Linked DNA regions of Mus musculus: region 1 is linked to region 2. A link is a contact called in public ChIA-PET data. All regions are on one chromosome and are shown on one strand. The core of a region is the stretch at or near the end of the contact, and the rest is flanking DNA. Distances in the headings are between cores, read along the strand shown.

Evidence for each region. ChIA-PET counts read pairs in DNA pulled down with a chosen protein or histone mark.
Region 1: an RNA polymerase II ChIA-PET map of memory CD8 T cells shows a contact between it and region 2, with 11 read pairs. The contact joins two enhancer-like sites. A contact is called at or near these places in 2 of 39 promoter capture datasets (the C10 cell line and cranial neural crest) and 2 of 115 datasets of contacts at active chromatin or transcription factors (embryonic basal ganglia and memory CD8 T cells).

The regions. Positions count from the first base shown.
Region 1 is chr11:71,992,849-71,999,004 of GRCm38.p6, reverse strand. No RefSeq gene overlaps it. Among named protein-coding and RNA genes, the nearest start is that of Gm46262, 25 kb to the right of the region's middle. Within about 2 kb of position 2,909, at least 214 of the 459 cell types and tissues checked have an H3K27ac peak or open chromatin away from gene starts, as enhancers often do. A contact at or near this core is called in memory CD8 T cells, where this site is marked.
Region 2 is chr11:71,723,534-71,729,908 of GRCm38.p6, reverse strand. No RefSeq gene overlaps it. Among named protein-coding and RNA genes, the nearest start is that of Gm12326, 14 kb to the left of the region's middle. Within about 2 kb of position 1,663, at least 22 of the 459 cell types and tissues checked have an H3K27ac peak or open chromatin away from gene starts, as enhancers often do. A contact at or near this core is called in memory CD8 T cells, where this site is marked.

The DNA of each region.
Region 1 (6,156 bases), core at 1,660-4,159, 270 kb before region 2:
AAAAATTTTTCTTTAGTCAAAAAAGAAAATGATTTCCTGAATCTCCATTAAATTATATTAAGAAAATTGTTAGGTTTTATTTAAATATAATTTGGAATGGAGAACCCACTTCTTTCAAAATATATTCTGAAATATTCATATATAAAAAAAGCACTTGTTGCTCTTCCAGAGATCTTGTATTCAGCTCCTAGCACCCACATGTGGTTAAAAGTCGTTTGTTAGGGCATCTAACACCTTCTTCTGGCTTCCTCTGGCTTCAGGCATGTGCACGAAGCACATATGTCCAGGCAGGCAAGACACTCACACATATAAAAAGTGAAATTAACAAATATAAAAACAAACAAACAAACTCACAAACAACCAAACCAAAACACATGGACACAATCGCCATGATAAACACACAGGAAGAAAAGGGAAGACATAAAAACCGAATAGAAATTCCAGAATCTCAAAGTGAAATAGGAAATGGGGGAGAAAAAAAGTTTACTAATGGGCTTAAGAGCAAATTGGAGAAGGCAGTGAAATTGAAGAGATGTGTTAAATTGAAGACAGAACACAGAAATTATCCAATTTGTAAAGAAACAAAATGATTGAGACAAAGTCAAACATTGCCTTAGTGTCATGTGTGACAACATAAAGTCGCCGGCGATGTGTATAATTAACTAGAGAACTGGGCAAAGAAGTGTATAGAGCAGTGTCCCAAATTTCCTCCAATTTTGTGAAATACAGATCCACGAAAGTCAGGAAACTCCACAGTTAGATAAATGCAAAGGAGAGGCTACCTGGACATATCGGTATCAAGTTACCTAAAAAACAAAGACAGGGAGACATTGAAGGCAGAGACAACAAAGCTTCACACAGGGGACCACTGATACCGGAGACAATGGATTTCCCATCCAAACAGCAGAGATCTTTAGACACCAGAGATGTGGCTGGCATGCTGAGATACCAAAGAAGCAGCCCGAACGGCCAGTGCAAAGTTCTGCAGCCAGTGAAAAACATCCATTTCATATCAAAACAAAGGCGTTATCAAGCCATTTTCAGATGAACAAGAGCTGAGTGGGCACCCACGGCACAAAACGCCTAGGGGAATTCTTTAAGATTAAGTGGGGACAGCCGCAGACTGGAGCTCAGAGAGAAGAAAATGAGTGAGGGGCACCAGCAATGGTGAGAAGGAATAGAGAATAAACTACGTCAAAGAAGATGTATACTCTTGTATTGAGGGTTCCCGAGCACGGCAGAGGAGAATGTATGACCAGGGCAGCACAGAGGCAGGGGTGGGTAGCAATTAGGTTCTTGTGTTAACAGGAAAAACACTTTGAGACCCCAACACCACTGGTGTCCAGGCATCTATTCAACTGAAGTGATGGAATCAGGATAGGGCCAGCAGCCCCAGTGGTCAACCAGAGATAGGGACCAGGAAGCCTTTACTGCAGGGCCGATGGGATTTTGGGATTACTCAGACCTCAGAGCACCTGGACTACATGGATGCAGAGAGAAGCTAACCTTCATGGCCTCTTAGTGCTGGATGTAAGTGTGGAGTTGGTCATCTCTTTCCCTCCTGCCATCTAATACACAAAGAGAATTGAGATTCAGAGGGGTGAACTATTTATCTGCTGATGTCAGCTAGTTTGATCATATCCAGGAGTAGAGCCCAGGGCTCCAGGTCCTGAGCCTGTGTCCCCCTACCCCATATATGCTTCCCTAAACTTCTCTCCAGAGGCCTTCTGAAGGTGGGTGGGGGTGGGGAGCTGACTCCTCAGGCATGTGGAGATCATCTCACTAAAAATGAGATTACAGCACCTTCATCTTCCGTTTCCCCAGGCAGCATGGGTGTGCTTACTTGTTTCTATAGGGAAGCTGCTCCCAGGCACCCCGCTGCCGCTGAGCACCTAGCCTCTATCTTGTTTCCATCAACATAATCTGTTTGCAACACGAGATTGGGCTTTTCCCTGGCCCCCTTATCACTAATAGGATCAGCGGATTCTGCAGGCTGTTGGGAGCTGCAGTGAGCATGCTCAGTCAGGGAAGCGGCTGTCTCTGAGACGAGACTGCAGCTCAGTTAGCTATACACCAAGCTTTGGGATTCAGGAGAGGAGAGTTCGCCGGGACTCAGTTGCTCCGGGATAGCTTTTAGCTCAGGCTCTAACTCAAAGCCCTGTCTACCAGAGGATGGTTTGGTTAGTACCGTGTAGAGCCTCCACTGAGTTGTTACCGTCTTACTTCTGGAAGCTTCTCTTGTCATATATAATATTTATCTCTCATTAGGTGCGGGTTTATTTCTTGCTACAACAAACCAAATGATTTTTTTTAAAAAAATAAATTTGCTTTAGAAACGACTTGGTCAAAAGGGACTGTTCAATTATACATTTTATACCGCTCCATTCACGAATCCTGTGCAATGGCCAACTTTATAAGCTTTCGACGTTTTAATCAATTTGATCTTTCGGTTTTCTTTTCATCTTTTGGAACCAATCTTTCTTTCCTACGCCGTCAATGTTTTTGCCATAGGCACTTCCGGCTTGCACCTGGTGGATAAAGAGGTCTCACGCAGGAAAGGAAGAAGCCAGAACACCTGGTACTCCCAGCTCGGGTCTGCTACTAGTTAGCTGTGCTCCCTTGGGCGAGGCCCCAGCAGACTCTGTACCCTCCATCCCAAGCTGGTGCTTTTTGGGACAGGCTGAATGTCAGGTAGCTTGGTGCAGGTGAGTTTAGGAAGGTGAGAAAGAAAGCTGGAAATCAGATTCCCCTCCTCCGAAGGGGAAGGGTTAGCCAGCTGGAATCCAAGCCCGGAGCTGGGGCTTCTGTTGCTGGGCAACAGCAGCCTTTGTCTTGCTATGACTCAGATAGGAGAAGAGTTTTTGAGTTGGGCTCCAGCCACACAGGACTTCCTGCCTCTGCCAGTTTCCTGTTTCCTGGAGTGCAGCCTTAGTCACCCCTTGAGACTCTCCTCAGCGCGCTGTTCAGAGGCTGCCTCTAGCCCAGCCTTTAGGGCACACCGATCTGTATTAATTCCAAATGCAGGGGAAGGAGCCAGATGAGTGTCTGCACGGCGTAGGAAAATAGAATTGTTGCAATGTAAAAGCCTGAACGCACTGTAAGCTCTCCAGAGTTCTTAGGGTTTGTGGGATACTCTGTCCCCCTCATGGTAGGCTTCAGGGATCTCTACCTCCGTCACCAGCCTTTCTTCACCAGCCGTGCAAGGCAGTTCACTAGCTCTCAGATTGCTTGTCCCTATTCTCAGATCATGTGTCCCCTTTGCTTTATTTTTTTGGGACTGGGTTTTGGAATGTCTTCACTTCTGGAAGGCTCTTCCCCGCTGATCCCACACAGGTAGATGTGGCTTGTATCCCAGTTGTCAAGTGTTAGGGGGGTTGTTACCCAGTGTGCGGGTGTTGAAATGGGTGTGGTAACTGGTTTTGTGTGTCAACTTGAGCTGGAGTTATCACAGAGAAAGGAGCCTCCCTTGAAGAAATGCCTCCATGAGATCCAGCTCTAAGGCATTTCTCAGTTAGTGATCAAAAGTGGGAGGGCCCATTGTGAGTGGTGCCATCCCTGGGCTTGTGTTCGTGGGTTCTATAAGAAAGCAGGCTGAGCAAGCCAGGGAGAGCAATCCAGTAAGCAGCATCCCTCCATGGCCTCTGCCTCAGCTCCTGCCTCCAAGTTCCTGCCCTGTGTGACTTCCTGTCCTGATTTCCTTTGGTGATGAACAGCAGTTTGGAAGTATAAGCTGAATAAACCCTTTCCTCCCCAACTTGCTTCTTGGTCGTGATGCTTTGTGCAAGAATACAAACCCCAACTTAGACGTTAGTGTTCAAGGGACTGGAGAGGTGGCTCTGTAATTGGGAACACTGGCCGCTCTTGCTTGGGTTTGAGTCTCAGCAACCACAGGGCAGCTCACAAGCAATTGTAACTCCAGTTCCAGAGAGTGAATTGTTATAAATTGAGGTCACTTCACGGGCTTGGGTTTTTCTGCATTCATAAGCTGTTTCTCTTTTAGCTCCTCTGCCATGTTGTAACACATTCAGGGAGCCCTCACCAGAAGCTGAATTGATAGGGCCACTCAGGTTTTGTTCTTCAGCTTCCCAAATTGTGTTCTTATTTACAAAGTATCTAGCATAAGGTATTCTGTTAGAACAACAACAACAACTAGTCTGCCTAACTTACCTGTCTTGGAAGGGCTCTCTCTCCAGTAACCTTTTGAGTGGTAGAAAGTAGGTTGTGGCCACAGTGCTGTTGTTCACAGTAACAGCCACTTTTCTTATTGTTGTAATAATTAAAATAGTTGATAAAAGCATCTTAAAGGAAGAAAAAAAATACTTGAAAGGTACTTTTATCATGGAGGCAGGAGTGTGAGGCGACACACCATGTCTGCTGTCAGGAAGCAGGGAGATGCTCTCTCTCTCTCTCTCTCTCTCTCTCTCTCTCTCTCTCTCTCTCTCTCTCTCTCTCTCTGTACAGGACTCCAGCTCATGGATGGCATTATCTGTATTAAGGACAGGTCTTCCCTCCTCAGCTAAATTTCTCTGGAAGCAGTCTCATACATACACAGAGGTGCGACTCCTAAGTGATTCCAAAATCAATTAAACTTGACAATAAAGACAAATCAAATTCACCAAAACAATTTCCCCTCTGCTTCCTGGATGGCTATTCAGCTGGATACTATTTCTTAGGCTCCCTTCTGGTTGGGTGGCCTTCATGTCGGCTCTCTTCTAGTTGGGTGGCCTTCATGACGGCATGCTTTTTGTTGTTTTTTGTTTTTTGTTTTGTTTTGTTTTTTTGTTTTTTTTTTTGAGACAGGGTTTCTTTGTGTAGTCCTGGCTGTCCTGGGAACTCACTCTGTAGACCAGGCTGGCCTCGAACTCAGAAATCCGCCTGCCTCTGCTTCCTGAGTGCTGGGATTCTAATCATAAGAAAGAGAGCAGAAGTCATCGATGTACTTTCTGGGCTAAGGTTCACATCTGTTTGCATCCCCTCACTGTGTTATTTCGGGGTGATTGGTGTACAGTGAGATGTTCCTTTCCAGCACACAGGCTGGTACCTAGCTTCACTACCACAGCCACTTTAGAGTGTATGCAGCATCCTAAAGGACCTTCTCATGCTTTTGTAATACATTTCTTATGCCCCAGTTAGGGATTGGGGGAAGCAGTGAATTCTAGGAATACATGGATTCATGTGGCGTGCAGTATTGGGCTGGGTGTTTTCTTCACATGATTTGAAACTTCATCTATGTTGTTTGCATCTGTAGCGATCTGTAGCCCCACCCCTTTTCTATTGGGCAGCCTTCCATTGTATGAATGCACTATAATCTGTGACAGACCTTTGGCTACAATGGTTAAAGCTAGACATACCTGTGTCTAGTCTCCACGTGAATCTATACTTTCCATTCCCGAGAATTGAAACTGCTGAGCCCCGCAAGTGCCTTTTATGAAAGTGCTAAGCTGTTCCCTGCAGTGACTGTTCTAGGTCGGCCAGCAACATAGAAGAGTCACAATAGTCCACACTGTCACCAACACTTGATCACTCCCGCCCACTTAATTTTAGCCCACTGGTAGGTGTATCCTGGTATTTGTTGTGGTTTAACTCACATTTTTCTTGATCACTAATTCTATTAAACATTTTCAATGTGTTTCTTGGTATCTGCTTTTGTAAATACTTTAAAAAACACTGGTTCATTTCAACTAGTTTGGTTTTACTACTCTTGAGTTTGAATGTACATTGGATGTAAGACATTTGCCAGGTATGTGTCTGACCAGGAAAGTTTTCTTTGTTTCTTGTCCTCTCAGTGATATAATCCATTCAGATGGAGCCATGTTTATTTCTAGACAGTCCAGTTTATGGACCTATTGATATTATTGATGATTTGCCTTTGTGGTGTTTTATCTTAGATATCTTTCCTTCCAGGCCACTGAGCCAAATGTATGCAAAAAATATGTATTCTTTCCTGCTCCCTTATTTCGTCTTCTCTGACTTTCAGAAACAGGTAGCACTAAAACCTGGGGTGTAGAAAAGGCATAAGACAAAAAGTGTCTGGACCCCTGGGACCTAGTCATGAGGGAGAGTCCCTAGCAGGACTATGTCTTTGGACTGGAAAGCTTAGGCAGGAATGTGTGTCAACTATATTTGAACCATTAACTTTTGCATGCCTATTTGTGC
Region 2 (6,375 bases), core at 414-2,913:
TACTTTGATTGATTAGTGATGTCTGTCAAGGGCACAGAGTAGTAGCTAGTAAATTCTTGCCACCCATTTGTCACCCTTGTTTGCTCCAGAACATACATTTAAACTCTAAAGAGGCATAATTGGATAATAGCTGTAAAGCCACATGCATGGAAGACGAGACCAGAGAACATCCTCTTAGAGCCAGAAAACGGATTAATTTCAACATGGAGATTCGCAGCCATCCAGATTCCAATTCCCCACATTACTCAGCTTGCTTCCTTGTGGGCCTGTCCTTTAATTAGGAGGCTCTGCAAACACTTCAAAGCTAAGCAGCTCCCCAGCCCAGTGGCTGTCCCTGCCAGCTCCCAACCTCCCCCCCCCCCCAGCAGCACCCCAGAGAGTCAGACTGGATTTTGATCACACAAATCAGGATGTATGTTTCCCACTGTGAAATAAATAGCCATCCCCCAACCACATCTTTATCCCCGGAGCCAATTAGAGGCACAGCTGGCTTCCCAAGCAGAATTGGGAGGGAGCCACTCTGTCTCATCTTCACCTTGGTGCCAAAGCGATGCTACCGCCATACATCTTCTTTGGCCTGGCCTCCAGAAAATCAGGGTTTTTGTTTTGAACAAATGACCCACAGAGGGCTTTGTGACACCCTTGAAAGTCCAGTGACACATCCTCTTACTGATGCCTCAGATTTAACATGGCGGGGCTTGGAGACTGGTAGACTCAGGTTCAAAGGATAATTCTACCATGAACTTGCTGTGTTGCTTTGGATAAGTGGCTTAATCCATCTGAGCTCACCTTTATTTCTGAAATAGGAATGATATTAAAACCCTTATGACCCTTTGGCAAGACGATTTCTCTTTCTTCATCCCTCCCACCCTCCTGAACAAACCCCTATTCTGCGCATCCTCTCCCAGCTCCTGCTAGGCTTCAACGGCTTTCCTCCATCTAAGGTTTCTGCCTGGCTACATAGAAGTCAGTTTCTTGGACTGGGTGTATAATAAGCCAGAGGGGCTGCTGCCTGGAGTTGTCACAATCTCTACCTGTGCAGGGACATTAAGTTACCCTTGGGGCAGGTTCCTCCATTCTCCAGCAGAACTCCCAAAAGTTCGGGAGGGTGAGAGTTTGCTATCCCTGAAGGAAGGACAAGCATTTTGCCCAGCCACACCTCTCAGTAGAGCAGAGCTGATGGCTGGGAAGAAAGGGGCAGGTTAGAGTTCTCTTGAGAGGAAATGATTCATGAACTCAACTTCCTCTTCATACCTGTGGTTCAGGGTCACAGTCTCAGGGGTCTGGACAGGATCTGTTGGAAGCCAGAAAGGGCTCACTGGAGAGCAGGTGAGAGCTGGACTCAAGCCCCAGCACGGACTGAAGGCCTGCTTGGCCAGGGAGAATGTGGTAGGAAATCTTTCGTTCAGGGAAATGTGCCCTGAAGACACTTCTGCAGTTGGGAGTGAAGCTTCCCCTCAGGAACCAAGGAAGACTCTCTGCATCCTGCTGAGAACAGAACTGGTCCACACAGCTTCCATTAGCCAACCGCATGTGGCTATTTAAGGTTAAAATCAAATTAATTACAATGAAATAAACTTGAACATTTAGTTCCTCAGTCATGACTGGCCACGTTTCAGGGGCTCAATTGCCGGATGTGGTTAGTGGTTAGAGGGGTATGGAGTGGCAGTGTGCTCACTGCAGTGGAAGGCCTTTCTGCTCTCACAATGTCCAGGTGACTCTCTCTCTCTCTCTCTCTCTCTCTCTCTCTCTCTCTCTCTCTCTCTCTCTCTCTGTGTGTGTGTGTGTGTGTGTGTGTGTGTGTGTGTGTGTGTGTATCATGCCTTATTTAATGCTTAGCACTATTACTGGGCTTCCTCCTAGAGCAGTGGTTCTCTTCCTTCCTAATGCTGAAACCCTTCAATACAGTTACTCATGTGGTGACCCCCAACCATAAAATTATATTGTTGCTACTTCATAACTATACATTTGCTACTGTTATGAATCATAATGTAAAGCTTCCCGATACTCTTAAGTGACCCTCCAAATGCACAGGTTGAGAACAGCTGTCCTAGAAGACACTGCTGGCGGGTGGTGGTGGTGGATGTATCCCTTCCCCCAGCCAAACAACCCAAACCCCTCTAGATAGAGGCAGCTGTCCTTTTAGGTAGTGCAGAATCACCCCAGGTGAGCACTGCTGTAGGCCATACACCCCATAGACAGACCCACAGTTGGGCTGAATTCATTTCCTTCGGGGCCTCAGGGGAGGAACAACTGAGAACACAGCTGCCCCATGCAAGGGGACTGAGCCAGTGTCCCAGACAGTTCACAGACAATGGGAATCAGTTCATCAACAAGGGGGTAAGAGCCCGTGTAATCTATTCATTTCCCCCAAACACCCTCTCTGAGCTCTGTTGCACTGGGAACTAAATCTTCAGCATGTGAGCTGTTGGGGTTGGAACACCAACTCCAGTATTGTGTGAGCTCTGCTGAGCATCTTCGGTGTCCTGAGCCTCAGTTGCTTCATCTGCAATGTAGACGTATTACCTCCCGTGTGAGGTTACTGGTAAGGAAATGGATGCAGACAGCATCTACCTATCTAGAACCCCTCAAGTGCAGCTGGCTGACATCCCTGAATGCTATCACTGGTGTAGGGGCTCAGTTCCTCCTGTTCAACTGATGGGTAGAATGTGCCCTCTCTGGAGCATCAGACTCTATCTGGGGTGGACTGTCACTTGGCCAGTGACTCTAGCTATCACAGGATCGAATGACCTGAGCCCCAGGACATACTGTGTTCCTCAGGCCTCTTGGTCCATTCAGCTTACCTTGGAAAGATATCTAATACCTCTTGCCAAATGAAAAACAACCCCAGAGACTGGAGGTAACCATGGCAACTGTCTTCTAAACTGGATTATTGTTACTTTATCAGAAAGTTCCTTTCCTTCAGTGTCCCGATGCCCTGAAGTTGGATGAATTTTTAAATGTGGTTTTATTGTATCTTGGAGCTAAATCCTTTCTGCGTGCAGCAGAGACCTGTCTTCAAATCACGATGAAAGCTGACAGGAGACTAGGGTTTTTTTTTCAAAGCTCGCCTTTCTTCTCCACTGCAACCCACAACCACTGCTACCATCGACCAGAGCACCATACCTTCTGTGCCAAAGGGCTAACGTCACACTTTCCGCCGGTCACTCATTGGCTGAGAACAGATGTTGGTCACCTACATTTACGAAACGAGTCTGAGTGGGGGATATAATAATCACAGCAAGTATAAGCAGGGCCGTCTCCACCTTCTCCCTGTGGCTGACCACCTCCATCTCCCAGATTCCTTTAGGCTGCTGCATCTCCTGGCCCAGAAGGAGCAGCATCTATAGGGTCCTGACACAGAGACCTGACACACTGGTTCTGCAGCTGATGGATCAGGACACTGAACAGAGATGAGTACATGAGTGGTTGAAGCCATTCTGGGCTGTTTTAGCAGTGGATGACAAGTGAGACCCCTTCCTCTTTGGTTTCCAGGTTCCAGACTCTGTCTGATGAGGTTAGCCGACTAAGCTCAGAGCCCACAGACTAGCTGTGTCTTACTATCGCTCCGTGACTTAATGAATGTACTGGCTCTGCTAATTAATTGCTTGCTGTGTCTCTTGCAAGTTTTAGATGACAGAATGATTATTGGAGTTCATTATAGGCTACACAGTGCTCCTAAGTGCATGGGAATGTTGTGAGGGTCTCACTGGATGGTAATAAGAAAGGTCACCGGCAGCTTGCCTGCTTCACCAGCTAAATGGCCTACAAACCCGGCTAGCTCAGGTTGGCTCCTTCAGATCAGCCCTACCACAAAACTGAAATAAACTCTTCTATCCTTAAGCTGATTTGACAGATATTTCATTACAGAAATAAGAAAAGTAACAAGTACAGAGAGACCATTTGTGAAATAATCTGTTCCTGGGGAAAATGGCCAGGCTTGTGCTAACCTTTATCCTTAGTCCTAAGCTTAATCTTAACCCTAAGACCTAGCTCTATCCTTAACCCTAACCTAACCCCATCCACCCCTGATTTCAGAGCCTTTACAGGAGACATTCGCTTTCTACTGATGGAAGGTGAGTCCTTGGACAGTGGAAGAAATGAACGAGGATAAGACAGGAGCTCTGGCAGGTCTGAGGACAGTAGCTACTGGGAAAGAAGTGTTACACAGTTCCACAGGCTGCTCATGGTGGGGACAGTGGGTGCAAGACATCTTCTAGCAACTGTACAGATGGATGCCCTCAGTCTAGACTCAGTGCCAAGGGAAGTGAGCTGGCACACTAATCCTCCCCTATTTAGGGGTCTCCCCTTCTCAGAGAAGGAATCGCTGCTTCCTGGTCTTCCCAGCTGAAACTCAAATACTCACTCTGCCCTGTCCTCTCCTGGTAATGCCTCAGAGTTCATTCTTGGGCCCTGTGGCCCCACCACCGTCTCTCTATTTCTCCAGAAAACCTTTCTCAGGTCTCAAGCCCAGGCTTCTGAGAGAGTTGGAAATGGGGTAGCTGAGAGCAAGGCTGGCACAGTTAGGGGACAGAGAGCTATGGGAGGGGTCTGGCTGACTTGCGCCTTAGCTCTCACCATTTCACTTCACACGACATTTCCACTTGCACAGTTGCACAGCCTGCTCTCTGGCCTCTTACGAACCTCCCAAACTGGACCCTCAAGTATCTAAAGAGCACAGTGATGAGGATGATTGTAAAATGATGATGATACTGATGAAGATAATTAAATTGATGACTATAATATCGATGATGATGACGATATCAATGAAGACAAAAGTGGCATTAGCATTAACTAGGGTATTGACACATATCAACCCTACACTAAGCACTTTTTGTGTTAGGTTCCCTTACTCCTTAAGATAGCCCTAAGGCAGAGCTAGTATTATAAGTTCTGTTACAATTCAAATTCACCACCAAACTTATGTGTGGCTGTGTAACAGTCAGTGTTCAGTTGCTGTGACAAAATAGTAAGGCAATTCCCTTAAACAAGACAGATTTATTTGGTCTCACGGTTTCAGAAGTTTCAATCTGTAGTTGTTTGGCTCTAATGTTTAGGGGGACTGAAGTTAGGCTGCCTATCCTGGCAAGAAGCCCATGTGAGATAAAGTCATTCACTCCATAGAGGCTAGTAAGTAAAAAGAGAAAGGAAGGATTCAGCGTACCCATAGCCCAATCAAGGGCATGTCGACAGTAATATGACTTCCTTCCATTAGGCTTATCCTGTTAGTTTCATTTCTATAGCTGTGATAACCAACTCCTGCCCAAACAACCTAAAGGAGAAAGGGCTTAGGTTAGATCACAATTCCAGCTTATAATTATTCATAGAAGGAAAATCAAAGTGTCAAAAACTTAAATTAGTCATATCTTATCCAGGGTCAAGAACAAGATAGAATGAATGCATGTGTTCTTGTCAGGGCTCAACTCCCTCTCTTATTTATTTGGCACAGGATCCTCTGCTTAAGGATTGGTGCTGCCTACAGTGGGCTAGGTCTTCCTACATCGATTAACATACTCCAATAGTCCCCCACAGACATGATCTGGACAATCTCCCATTGAGACTCTTTCCAGATGATTCTAGACTGTGTCAAGTTGACAACTAAAATTGATCACCACAATTTCCTAAAGATTCTACTACTTCTCAGGCTGATGACTGAGCTTTCAAAATGTAGGACTTTAGGGGACATTGAGGATACAGGTTATATTAATGGTGATGTTGGGAGGTAGGACCTTCTGGCCCTGCAAGACTCTGGCCTCATGAGTGGGTTAGTGCTGCTGTATAAAGGGCTGTGGCAGCTAGTTCACCCTCTGCCTTCTGACTCATGAGTGTGCATAAGAAGACCAATGTCAGATAGCAGTACCTTGGCCTTGGCTTTTCTACCTTTGGAACTGCTGTTTATGTTAACCAGACTCTGATACTTTAGTACAGCAAAAGAAAATGAACCAACACAACCCCTAATTTACACATGGGGGAGTTGAGTCTCACAGTAGTTGACTAAATTGACTAGGGGGCCATAGCTACTAAGCAAATCTGGGTTTTCAACTGATATCAGTGTGACTTTGCAGTCCTTATTCTTAATCCTTACATGCTATCTGGTCCTTATGTCAGTGTCAAATTAGGTTTGTCTCGAGAGACAGTCTCAGAGAACTGAGGAATTGGTGAGATAAGAGCTGTTGAGAATGAATGAAAGGCTGTGGCAGACTTGCCTGACTGTTGGGGCTGGAGGAAGAACCCACTGAGGGTGGCAGGTGAACCGGTGAGGTTGGGAGGTGAGAGTATGTTATGGATGGGAGCATCATGTTGGGGATCCTGGTAGACACATGAACTAACAGAGGCAGAATGCAGATGACCGGGACAACCAGTATGGTTGCCAGC